Linked DNA regions of Mus musculus: region 1 is linked to region 2. A link is a contact called in public Hi-C data. All regions are on one chromosome and are shown on one strand. Each heading gives the region's core, a stretch centred on a gene start, on an enhancer-like site or on the middle of the called end of the contact. The rest is flanking DNA. Distances are from core to core; before and after follow the strand shown.

Evidence for each region. Hi-C and Micro-C count contacts between places; a contact is called where the count stands out from the background.
Region 1: a Hi-C map of uterus shows a contact between it and region 2, with 2.4 times the contacts expected there. The contact joins two enhancer-like sites. A contact is called at or near these places in 3 of 484 Hi-C or Micro-C datasets (embryonic fibroblasts, muscle stem cells and uterus) and 1 of 115 datasets of contacts at active chromatin or transcription factors (fibro-adipogenic progenitors).

What each region holds. Positions count from the first base shown.
Region 1 is chr16:87,237,011-87,242,543 of GRCm38.p6, forward strand. Gm41484 (a long non-coding RNA gene) reads right to left here. Exons shown (of 3, transcript XR_876207.2): 2 at 5,243-5,410; 3 at 3,827-3,943. Among named protein-coding and RNA genes, the nearest start is that of Gm41484, 6.9 kb to the right of the region's middle. Within about 2 kb of position 2,316, at least 7 of the 459 cell types and tissues checked have an H3K27ac peak or open chromatin away from gene starts, as enhancers often do. A contact at or near this core is called in uterus, where this site is marked.
Region 2 is chr16:86,762,555-86,767,728 of GRCm38.p6, forward strand. No RefSeq gene overlaps it. Among named protein-coding and RNA genes, the nearest start is that of Gm32461, 41 kb to the right of the region's middle. Within about 2 kb of position 3,722, at least 27 of the 459 cell types and tissues checked have an H3K27ac peak or open chromatin away from gene starts, as enhancers often do. A contact at or near this core is called in uterus, where this site is marked.

The DNA.
Region 1 (5,533 bases), core at 1,066-3,565, 470 kb after region 2:
GATCTGTAAATGAATTCTCAACTCCTGAAAAGGCGACATAGTCTGTATTATTATAATTATGCCGTCCCAAGCATGTGACGAAGACTCCCATTGCCAGCACAGATATCCCATTTCAGGAATGATGCTCCATTGTGCCTTCCATGTCCTTAAATGTCCCTTAAATCCGAGGTTTTATGAGACTGATGAAAATCAAAATAAAATCCACACCTGGCTTAGAAAATCCCATCGTCAGCGTAGCCAACCTGCAGCTGCTCAGGGAAGCTACAGACTGTCATCACAGTGCCACCCGAGCTCGCCCAAGAATTGTCAAGAGCTGGTGGCCCGTGGAGAGGTGGTGACGTCCAGCTGAGGTTTATCCAGGTGACTGGGTGGGTGTGTCCTTCCTGAAATCTTAACTGGAGGACCAGCATTGCTTTGCACTTGGAAGCACATCACGGCTTTTCCCAAGTGCGCAGGATTTCTGCCCTCTGTCCTTTGACAAAGGCTAACTTGAGGATGGTGAGACCTCCCTTCCTACTGCCTGTGGGGTCCAGGATACTTCTAACCCTATCTACTGTACATAACCATGGCCCATGGAACCTTTGTCTCTTTGTGTTCACCCTCATCATTAAGAAATAGGAAAACTAATTCTTTTGTATGGGCATAGGGGCACTGTCATATCTAGTTTATTCTAAATTTGAGTGTTTGTTTTCTGTCTGGCTCTGCGATGTATACTGAGGGTCTAGGATATAAAATTGGAGACTTACATGCTGAGAGTATATGGTTACATGTATGAGGACAAAGATATGAACATTTAATATCCTAAATATATGGAACCTTGGATTTGCAAAGCCAAGGTCCCTCACATTTGCTTGTGGCATCATTTAAGGTGCATTCACACTTGACTCTGCTTCACAGACTGCCTTTCGTTTCAGAGCACAAAATAGCCTGAATAAAAGACCCAAGATTGCGAAAGAGCCTCCCAAGTTCATTGAAGATCATTCAGACTCACGTGTGCGGATACATTGCTTATATTTAGAAACGTGTGCTCAAACGATGACAGCATAAGATCGCCACGGGGATGTTTTCATCTGCAGTTTTTACTTCTGTCATCCACCACAGCACGTCTGCTGTTGACCATAATCAGAAGCTTGACAAGACCACTTATTTACTTTTCACATATTTAAAATTTGCAGCTGTATTTACAACGGCAAAAAAAAAAAAAGTTAGATTACAATTCACCCCAAGATTCTCATCATAAAGTGCTGTGATTGGGTTGCCACTTCAACTGGAGAAGCAATGAGGAATTCCATGTGGAATTCCTGTATAGTATTCCTGACCACAGCCGTGCCACAGCGCCACGAAGCTCTGTGACACATCTCTTTACTCTTGGGGAATAGCCTCCAAGATTTCTGGTGGACATCTGAGAACACAGATATTACTGAACTCTATAAATACTATGGAAGTGGGTTTTTTTCTTCTATACATACACCCATTATAAAGATTAATTTGTAAATTAGGTATCATATGAGATTACCAATAGTATCATAAATTTTAACTACATTCGAACATAAGTCTTCCTCTTTCCTTATTAAGTCAAAAAAACCGTACATCTTTTGACTTAATGATATGGATCTCTGACTTCTCATTGGCATATACAAGTTTTCCACAGCATTATCTTATGCCTTGGACCCACTATTAAGTGAAATCAGTATTACCAGAGTGCAATTACTATGGTATCACAAACCAACAATCTGATAACACAGACACATACTAAGTGGCTAGTGGGAAGGTAGCAGAGTTAATGTTGGAGTCACTGGACAGAAATATGATTCACAATCCTGATGGGACAAAGAAGAACAGCGTGTGACTTCAAAGTGCTACACAGACAGCACACAGTTTAAAAGTGATGGATTGTTTGTGGAATTTTAGAGTATTATTTTTTGAAACAGTTGACTGTGGGTAATGGCAACAGCAGATAGAAAAGCTGTATAGAAGCAGAAGCACTGTAGAATGTGAGTGTCTCGTAGAAACAGTCTTTTATCAGGAGGCAGAGAACAGCTCCGTGTACTAAAAATGGTCACATTCAGCCTTCTAAAAGGAACAAACAGTGCATGTGCTCAGCGTGACATAAAGACTCCAGAAGTGAGGTGGGTGATGAGAAAGAGAAACTCTGTGTCCATGAGATACTGCTGCAAATCCAACGTGGTTTGCTTAGGAGGCCTGGCTTCTGGAGACTGACCCATTGTGACCAGAGTACCTCCACTCTGCTCAGTGCAGGCTGATGTGGGCGTGAGCTCATGACAGTGTCCAGATGCCACACCAGGGAAGAGAGCAAGCTCTTCAGAAGCTGCTGGTTATCTAGAGCTGTGGATGGACCACTGACAACTCGGCACCTCAACGTAGGACAGACTCATTTCTCCCGCACAGCTCCCTAAGTCACAAGTCTATCCCTGTGTGACTGGCATCTCTGCTGTTATCACTAGGGCCAAGTGATAGCAGCTACAGCGAAATCAGGTGTCAGTTTGGGTCTGAAGCCTGTGAAGGAGTAAAAAACTGCGTCCATTGGTTTTCTTTGCAAGGATGCAAGGCCAAAGCATCCATTTCCTTCGGAATTAGGATCCAGAGGCTATTCTCAGCCAACAGAGGTCACTCAAATTTCTTACCACAAAGCCCCATCTCGCTCCAAGCCAGGAAGAATAGCCAATGCCTGCAGATCTCCAACTGCCTCTACTTCGAACCTCTTGACCTTCTACATTAAAATAGATTGTGTGCGCAAGTAAAGCCCAGCTGGAACATGTTCCTATCTTAGTTCAGTCATTTCTGAACTGATTTAGAAAGTTAACTAGATCTGCAGCTAGATCCCTCGAACAACACATAATAGCACAAGCACAAAGCAGTGTCACGGGAAGTTCCCATAGTCAAGGCCAGTGAATGCAGGGCAAAACTTATTCTGGGATATTATGGAATGTTCCTTCAGCAGACAACCTGACTTGACCTGTTCACCTTCACAGTACATCTCCTCATTTTAAAGACGAAAGCAGATAATCCCAGATTAAAATGAAGGGAGAATAAAAGCTTTTACCACTCCCAGGGGGAGTCTCAACATTGTCAGGTTTCCGGGACTGAGGAGAAGGCTCGGCTGATAAAACACTTGTAGTGCAAGTATGAGGATCTGAGTTCAAATCCCCTGCATACCTATAAAAAAATCTTGCTGTACCAGCACTGGGGAGGCAAAGCAAGGGAATTCCTGTGTCAGGTCAGTCAGCCAGTCTAGCCAGTGGGTGAGCTCTGGGTTATGAGCAAGAGTGTGGTGGCTTCAGTGAGAGGGGCTCCCATAGACTCTTATACTTCCATGCTTGGTCCCCACCTGGTGAACTAAGGAGAGCTAGAAGGGGTGGCCTTGTTGGAACAAGGGCTGCCTCGTTGGAGGAACTATATGGCCAGGGGTGGTTTCAAAGGTTCAACCGGAACCAGTGTCTCTCTCCTTGCTACCTGTGGATCAGGATATAGAACACTCGGCTACTTCTCCAATGCCGTGTCTGTCTGCATGTCTACCGATCCTTGGCATGGTGATAATAGACTAAGCTACTAACCCTGTAAACAAGCCTCCCATTAAATACCTTCCTTTATAAACGCCATCTTGCTCATGGTGTCTCTTCCTAGCAAGAGAACACTGACTAAGCAACCCAGGCTTAAAAATAATTTTTAAAATTTATTTTTAAAATTTCATAAATAAATGAAGAACAACTGAGAAAGGCATTAGCATTGATCTTTGGCCTCCAACACACATGTACAGACAAGAACACACAAGCGCATTTTTAAAACTGGCATGTTTATTTCCATTTATTGATATTCCGGCATTCATGAATGTGTCAGTATTTGCCTTCTAAGTCTGAAGAGTTCTTCATTGTCTTCTGTATGTAAAACGGAGGGACTGATTTTATAAACCATCTTTTCATGACTAAAAAGTAAAGGGAGAAAATTAAATTAAAGAGTAAATTATTTCAATGCAAAATAGTTAATAAAAGAAAAAATTACTTATATTTACCATTCAAGGTTTTTGGGGTTTTGAGGCCAGAGCCCAAGAAAACAAGATTTCAAAAAAACCTACTTCCATATATATATATATGTGTGTGTGTGTATGTGTGTGTATACATATATATATGTATATATGTATATATATGTAATACATGTGTATAACATATTTATATTATATATGTATATATATTATATAATCATATATATTGAAATGTGGAAATAATGGTCTGCTTGTATTTCTTTTCAGATATTAATTAATTCACAAAAGATTTAAAAACATAAAAAAGAAAGATGAGCCACTGTAAATTCCCCAGCCTCCTTGGAAACCCATACTAAAATAGACGGGGAGCTGTAGGGGGTGTGTACTGCCTTTCAAGACTCTCTGAACCTTGCAGATGCATGCCTTTCTGCACATAGCACCCTGTTGCTCTCACGTCTCAGACAAACGTCACGACCAGTTTTACTGAGTTATACATAGTTTTGTAAGCCCATGTCTTCCAGAAGTCCCTGTGGTTTCCTTTGGTGAAGTCCAGCCAGTGATGAACACTGAGAATCCCAGAAGGACAAGGGATCCTCCTAAGGGGCCAACACAGAGAAGAGCAGCTTAGAGACGGTCCCAGAAAATGGCTTCCATGGTGTCCTTTGCCGGTGACCTTGCTGGGGGACTTGAGCATTGTCCCTTAGCTCCTTCATACAGCATTCAGACCATTGCTGTGGGTGGAATGGTCATAGCAGCAATAGTTTGTTGGCAAATGTGGGACCTTTTAAGGGTGATCTTTTGCCACCATTCATTTATGTACATAATATTGAAGTAAACCTGAACATTTTCTTTTTCTCTTTTTTTTTAAACTATTTATTACCTTAGCTGGTGGTCTGTATTATTTCCACATTTAGGCCATAAAATAGTCTTCCTTCCTTTCCTTTCCTTTCCTTTCCTTTCCTTTCCTTTCCTTTCCTTTTTTAATGGCTTTCTTTCAGTTAACTTTGTTGCCAGGTCTCCCAAAAAGACAGCTGAAGTCTATTAACTGTGCTGATCACTATGATTTGGAGAAGGTGTTGGCAAACTTGTGAGTAGGGCACGACGCTGCTGAGGGCTGGTGCTCTAATGATGTAAGGATGAAATGAGATAACTGGAATGGAAGGGAACGGGGTGTTCATGTGCACACATCTCTCCAACTTTCTTCTCTGATCCATCAAGTTAAGTATCTGCAAGTGTGAATACCTCCTGGGACACATCCATCTGCCTCTCACGTCTGAGTGTGCCTTTCAGGAACATTCCTGTGAATCTCCAATACACAGGCTTACGGAGAGGCCTGGGTGCTGAGTCTTCACGCTTCCAGCTACTTATAACCGCCCAAAATCATCATCCCCAGAGCATAGGACTCATGTTCTAGGGAATCAAACAGAGATAGCACAGATCAGTGTTTCAGCTATTGTGACATTTCTTACCCTCATAGCAATAAACAGATGTTTATGTTCAAGTGTGCCCATGTCAGGAAGGCCAGTTACAGCA
Region 2 (5,174 bases), core at 2,472-4,971:
TGTCTGTGTGTGTCTGTGTGTGTCTGTGTGTGTTTTCTTAGCATGGAGAACTTGAGGCATAGTGGCTTAGAATCCCAGGAGACTAAGACAGGGAGATCTCTGAGTTCAAGGTCATATGGGACAAAGCATGGTTGGCACACACCTTTAATCTGGGCCACACCTTCTGCTGGAGATCTATGTAAGGACATTGGAAGAAGGAAGACTCTTCTTTGCCTGCTTGCCTTGTAGGACTGAGCAACTGCTAGATCCTTGCACTTCCATTCACAGATGCTGCTGTCCGTTGTTGGGGAGTTGGACTATAGACTGTAAGTCATCAACAAATTCCCTTACTATATAGAGATTATCCATAAATTCTGTAACTCTAGAGAATCCTGACTAATACAACACAGTTTACTTATATCACATAGATAAGGAATTCCACAGAGACAGGAAGTGGATCAGTGGTTGCATGTGGTTCAGGGGATGGAGTGACTGAAAAACAGCCTATCACTAACAAAGGGCTTACTTGGGGGAGATGAGAATTTTATACTTACAATTTATATATCCACACATAAAAACAAATTGAGAGAGAAAGGTCAGGAAAAAAAACTTACTCTTCCATTGATGACAATTTGATAAGCTTTATGATTAAGGTTTTTATTCTACTAGTCAGGAAGGCCTGATTTATATAAAAGAGTTTCAACCTCATGTTAGGCCCAGGTTTGTATTAGTAAGCAAATGAGAATATCTTGTCAATTTTATTTAACCTTATGCTTGTTTTTAAATATAACTATTCAAAAATGTATGCCACTTACAAATATAAATTTATGTGTAAACAAGTTTACCAAACAAAGAACGACTGTGGTTTTAGTACATGCAATGTAGCAAACATGTATATTTATATTTGAACTTACTATGTAGATGGCATTTCCTACCACTTCATGCAATGTAGTAAATATGTGTATTTATACTTGGATTTACCATATAGATTGCCTTTCATACCACTTCATATGTTTTCCTTAAAATTCTTGAGCCAGAGATTGCATGTGATATTTTTATTTCTCTGTAAGAAGGCAGAGTGAGTGTAATTCGATGATTTATCTAAAGCCACCTTGTGAAGTTTTGGTGGGTATGATTAGGGGTTGAGGGAGTGTACTTGATCCCCTCAGATCCTTAAGACCTGTATTTGTTCTTCTGTGGGTTTGCATTTTATATAAAGTTACATCTTCTCAAACTCTTGCCATTACAGGTGGAGGCCTAAATGATTAACTTGAACCAATTTGTGGCAGGCAACAAAAGGGATAAACCATGCCTCTCTGCCCCCTCTACTTCATGCTATTGTAGTTTTACTCCATAGCTCCAATTGCATCTTAAGGCTCACCTCTGAAATTTCCAGCCATGAGTCTACTATAACTCTGTGTCTAGAACACCTGTTCTGGTTGTTTTGTCTATAGGTGGGTGATAACTTTTTTATCTGCTGATTTCCAAAGGACCCTCACTCCTTTATTCTAATCGATTCCTATAACAAGTAACTTCCATTTTAATAATTTTAAATTATTTTCATCTTCTGTCTAGATGCTAATTGCTATTTTATATGATCAGTGATGTTTTAATCTGTAAAATCATTAAGCCCGAACCAATTTGTTATTGATTAAATATTTTCACCATTTGCCTAGAATGAGTCATAACTTTGAATGTTGATGGTCCTTCATATACAACTGACATAAAATATATTTGCTAACTTTACTTGTATTCCCTATATTTGAATTCCTAAAATTTGCCTATAGGCTCTTTCAACTACAGTACGAGAAATAGTACAATGAAAAAAAAATTACTGATTACCAGTTAAAATGAAAGAAATAGAATAGACTTCCTGTGCAGCTCTGAAGAATTTCATGACCGCAGCATTCTTTATCTTCAGCTCTGACCAAACAGGAGAGTTCACCTGACACTGGAGTCTTTAAGAAATAGCATGGGCTAGGACCATGCCTGGGCTGCCATAGAGTTCCTGATAAACATGAAAAACTGAAATTTTAAAACAATGAGAATTTGGGGAACAGTGAAACAGATTTCAGCTGTGAAATTTGTTGGTATGCAACTAATTATTTTGGATGACAAGATTTTAAAAATCATTTTTATAAGTACATGTGCGTGTAGTATGTATAGATAGCTATGAAATGTATATAACTCATATATGTCATTAGATCATTCCATTGGAGTATACTTTTCTAAGATCTTTATATTTTACACTTCAGAAATTTCAAACAAAACAGTGAGTCCAGACTTTAGTGTTTAAGGGGTGAGTGTGTTTATAGTTCGGGAGCAAATCTACAGATACAATCAGAAATAAATAAATTCTGATGACCCACTAACTCCTGACCTCTTTCCAGTCCACACTTGCCCAGGTCTCCAGCAACACCTTTCTACTCTCAAATGCTATGGAGGCAACTGTGTCAGATTGTAGATGTAATTAAGATCATGAACTACTTGTAATGTTATTGCTGTTGTTGTTATTATTGTTGTTAACATAATCATTAATTCAAACCATTTTGTCACATATAGCTGCTTGTTTTTACAGCTACATACTATTTTGTGTACTACATCATCTTTACCCATCAATCAATTCATAAACCCTTAGGATGTTTTGATTTCTTCTTTATAAAATAGTTCATTTAAAAGTATTTGTAAAATGTTCAATTAACATGAAATCAGTGTCAAAGGATATTAAAGTAGCTCAAGTGATGTCAACTGTGCTGTTTTTCATCTTTTACAATGCTAGGTGCTTCAGATGAGCTGATAACTCTGAAAAAATTAGCAGATTATACAACCTCTTTAAGTATTCCTTCCTAAATAAAGTAGATTAGCATTCAACGATCCCGATCAGAGTCATTCTTATGCCTTGACTTCTTGTACTCTTTCAAATTGTTTGTAAAGACCTTCTATACAAACATCACAGGAAATCATTGATACATGCGTGCATATGCACACACACACACACAGACACACACACACACAAGACTAAAGGGTGTGGATAAACAAGGTTACATTGTCTCTAAGGCTATGGAGAAAGAGATGGGACAATGGAGAGCTTGGGAGCAAGTCTACAGATACAGAAATCAGTTTCACACAAGAAAGGGCAGCAATGTAGGAAAGGGAAGGGTACAAAGTGATTGCAGAATCTTCCCTAAAATGAATGCTTTGAGGCAATTTCAATATCTGAATAACAAAAAGATTGTTAGCAGTAAATAGGACACTAAAAAAAAATCAATTATTCATGTAAAACAACTACAGCTGACTTCCACATTATTGAAGGAAATGTATTTGTCTGCTTCACTCCAAGTGTACATTATTTTTAAAGGAATGTTACAGAATTCAGCCAGAATGGAACATGAGAGAACATTATGTAAAAATCACTTCTTGTTTCAAATCTCTCAAAATCCCTGAGCCCTGTATCAGTACAGGCTCCTTACGAGGATGGAGTTCGGAACAATGTATAAAGCACAAGCGTTTGCTGTAACGATAGTCATTCTTGATTCACATTTTCATAACATCCTATTGTAATGTCCCTACCATGTTTATGCTGAAACACAACAAGGCTCTGTCAGGGATCCAACAAATGTGAAGGAGTTGGAGTCAATGTGGAATTCTCGATGTTAATATTTCCTTTCTGACCAAATGAGCTCCACATGTTTTCTGCTGCGACGAATCTCCTTCCTGTGGAATTAGGCATGCTCTGACTCATTCTTTATTTTTTGAGCACAACAATTTAATCCAGAGTAGTCCTCATTTCACATAGCCTGGGGCTCTTGGTTCATCGCTGTCTGCTGGCATTAGTGCTAAGCTACAGGGCAAAGGTGTGGAATTATAAGAGAAAGGTTCTCAGTACCCAGGTGCAGGCAAAAAAGCCTTGGCCAGTGACCTGCTAGAGAAAGGCTGTAGGTAGCCTGAGTCTGAAGAGAAAACACTGCTCAGATATCTGTTGATCTGTAGGTGTGATGAAATGCTCCAGAACAAATTTATGACATTTACATTAGACCTTTGGATTTAAATACGATGTGGCTAAATCTAAACAGCAATAAAGTGGAGCATGGAACTCCAGTGTGAATGTAAGGAGATGGTCATGAAGCTAAGGAATAACGGCAGAGATTCAAAACTAGCTCTTCAGGCCAAGAACTGGGTCTGAACCTTTTCACTACTCCTTCTAAAGCAGGTTGTTGCATAGGACATGAGAGCACAGATTAAAACATGAATAATGTTTTAATTACAGGTCAGAAAACTCAAGTGATTGTTAAGTCAGCAAAGCTGAGATAGCAACAGCTTCATCTACAACCAGCTCAGGTCTCAGTATCCTTTATCCTAGGCCTATCATTGTCTCCATCACTTCGATCACTCATGAGAACTAGATGCAGCCCATCACAGAACTCTGTAGAGTTTATAATAGTGAGCAAATATGGCACTAAGCAGAAAGTGAAAGACAGTAGGTATTTAAAGGACTGAATCATGCATTTTTATTTTTGTTGCCACCCTATCTAACGTGGTGTTCCAAGCATGATGATCCAGGCTGTGACCTACAGACTGTCTAGGTTTCTCTATTTCTATTTTCTTGTGAGTCACAATCACTGAAGAGGCCTGGTGCACGACAGGATTACATTGACAATTTGAAGAGCTTGTATGCCAGATAATGGAAGGGTAGTAAATGGCTGAGTGCAAGAGTGGGGAAAATGTCTTTGTGATTGGGAGGCTCATCAAGAAGTTCTTATGGGGTTCCCACACCAAACAACAACCTGATAGGCTGATGCTTTTGTTTCTATCAAATTTCAGAAATCGAAACCAAATGTGAGCAGAGCTAGCAAAACTTGAAAGCACATGTACAACATGTGACCCTGGGGGCCAGGAAAGTTTTTCAGAACCCTATGCTATCGGAGTTGCAGTGTGAGTGTGAGACACCAGATGTGGGTGCAGGAAAGAGAACCCAAGTCTGGAAAAGAAACCAGTGCCTTTCTCTTCTCTCTCACACATCTCTTCTCTTTCTCAGGCCCCAGCAGACATGTATATTTTGTTTTCTTCCAACTTATTAATCAGAAACTTCAAAACACAGAGACAACAAATCTAGAAACATTCCTTTTTGTTTGTTTGCTTGTTTTCTAATTCAATAACTCTTTTTATTAGATATTTTTTATTTACATTTCAAATGT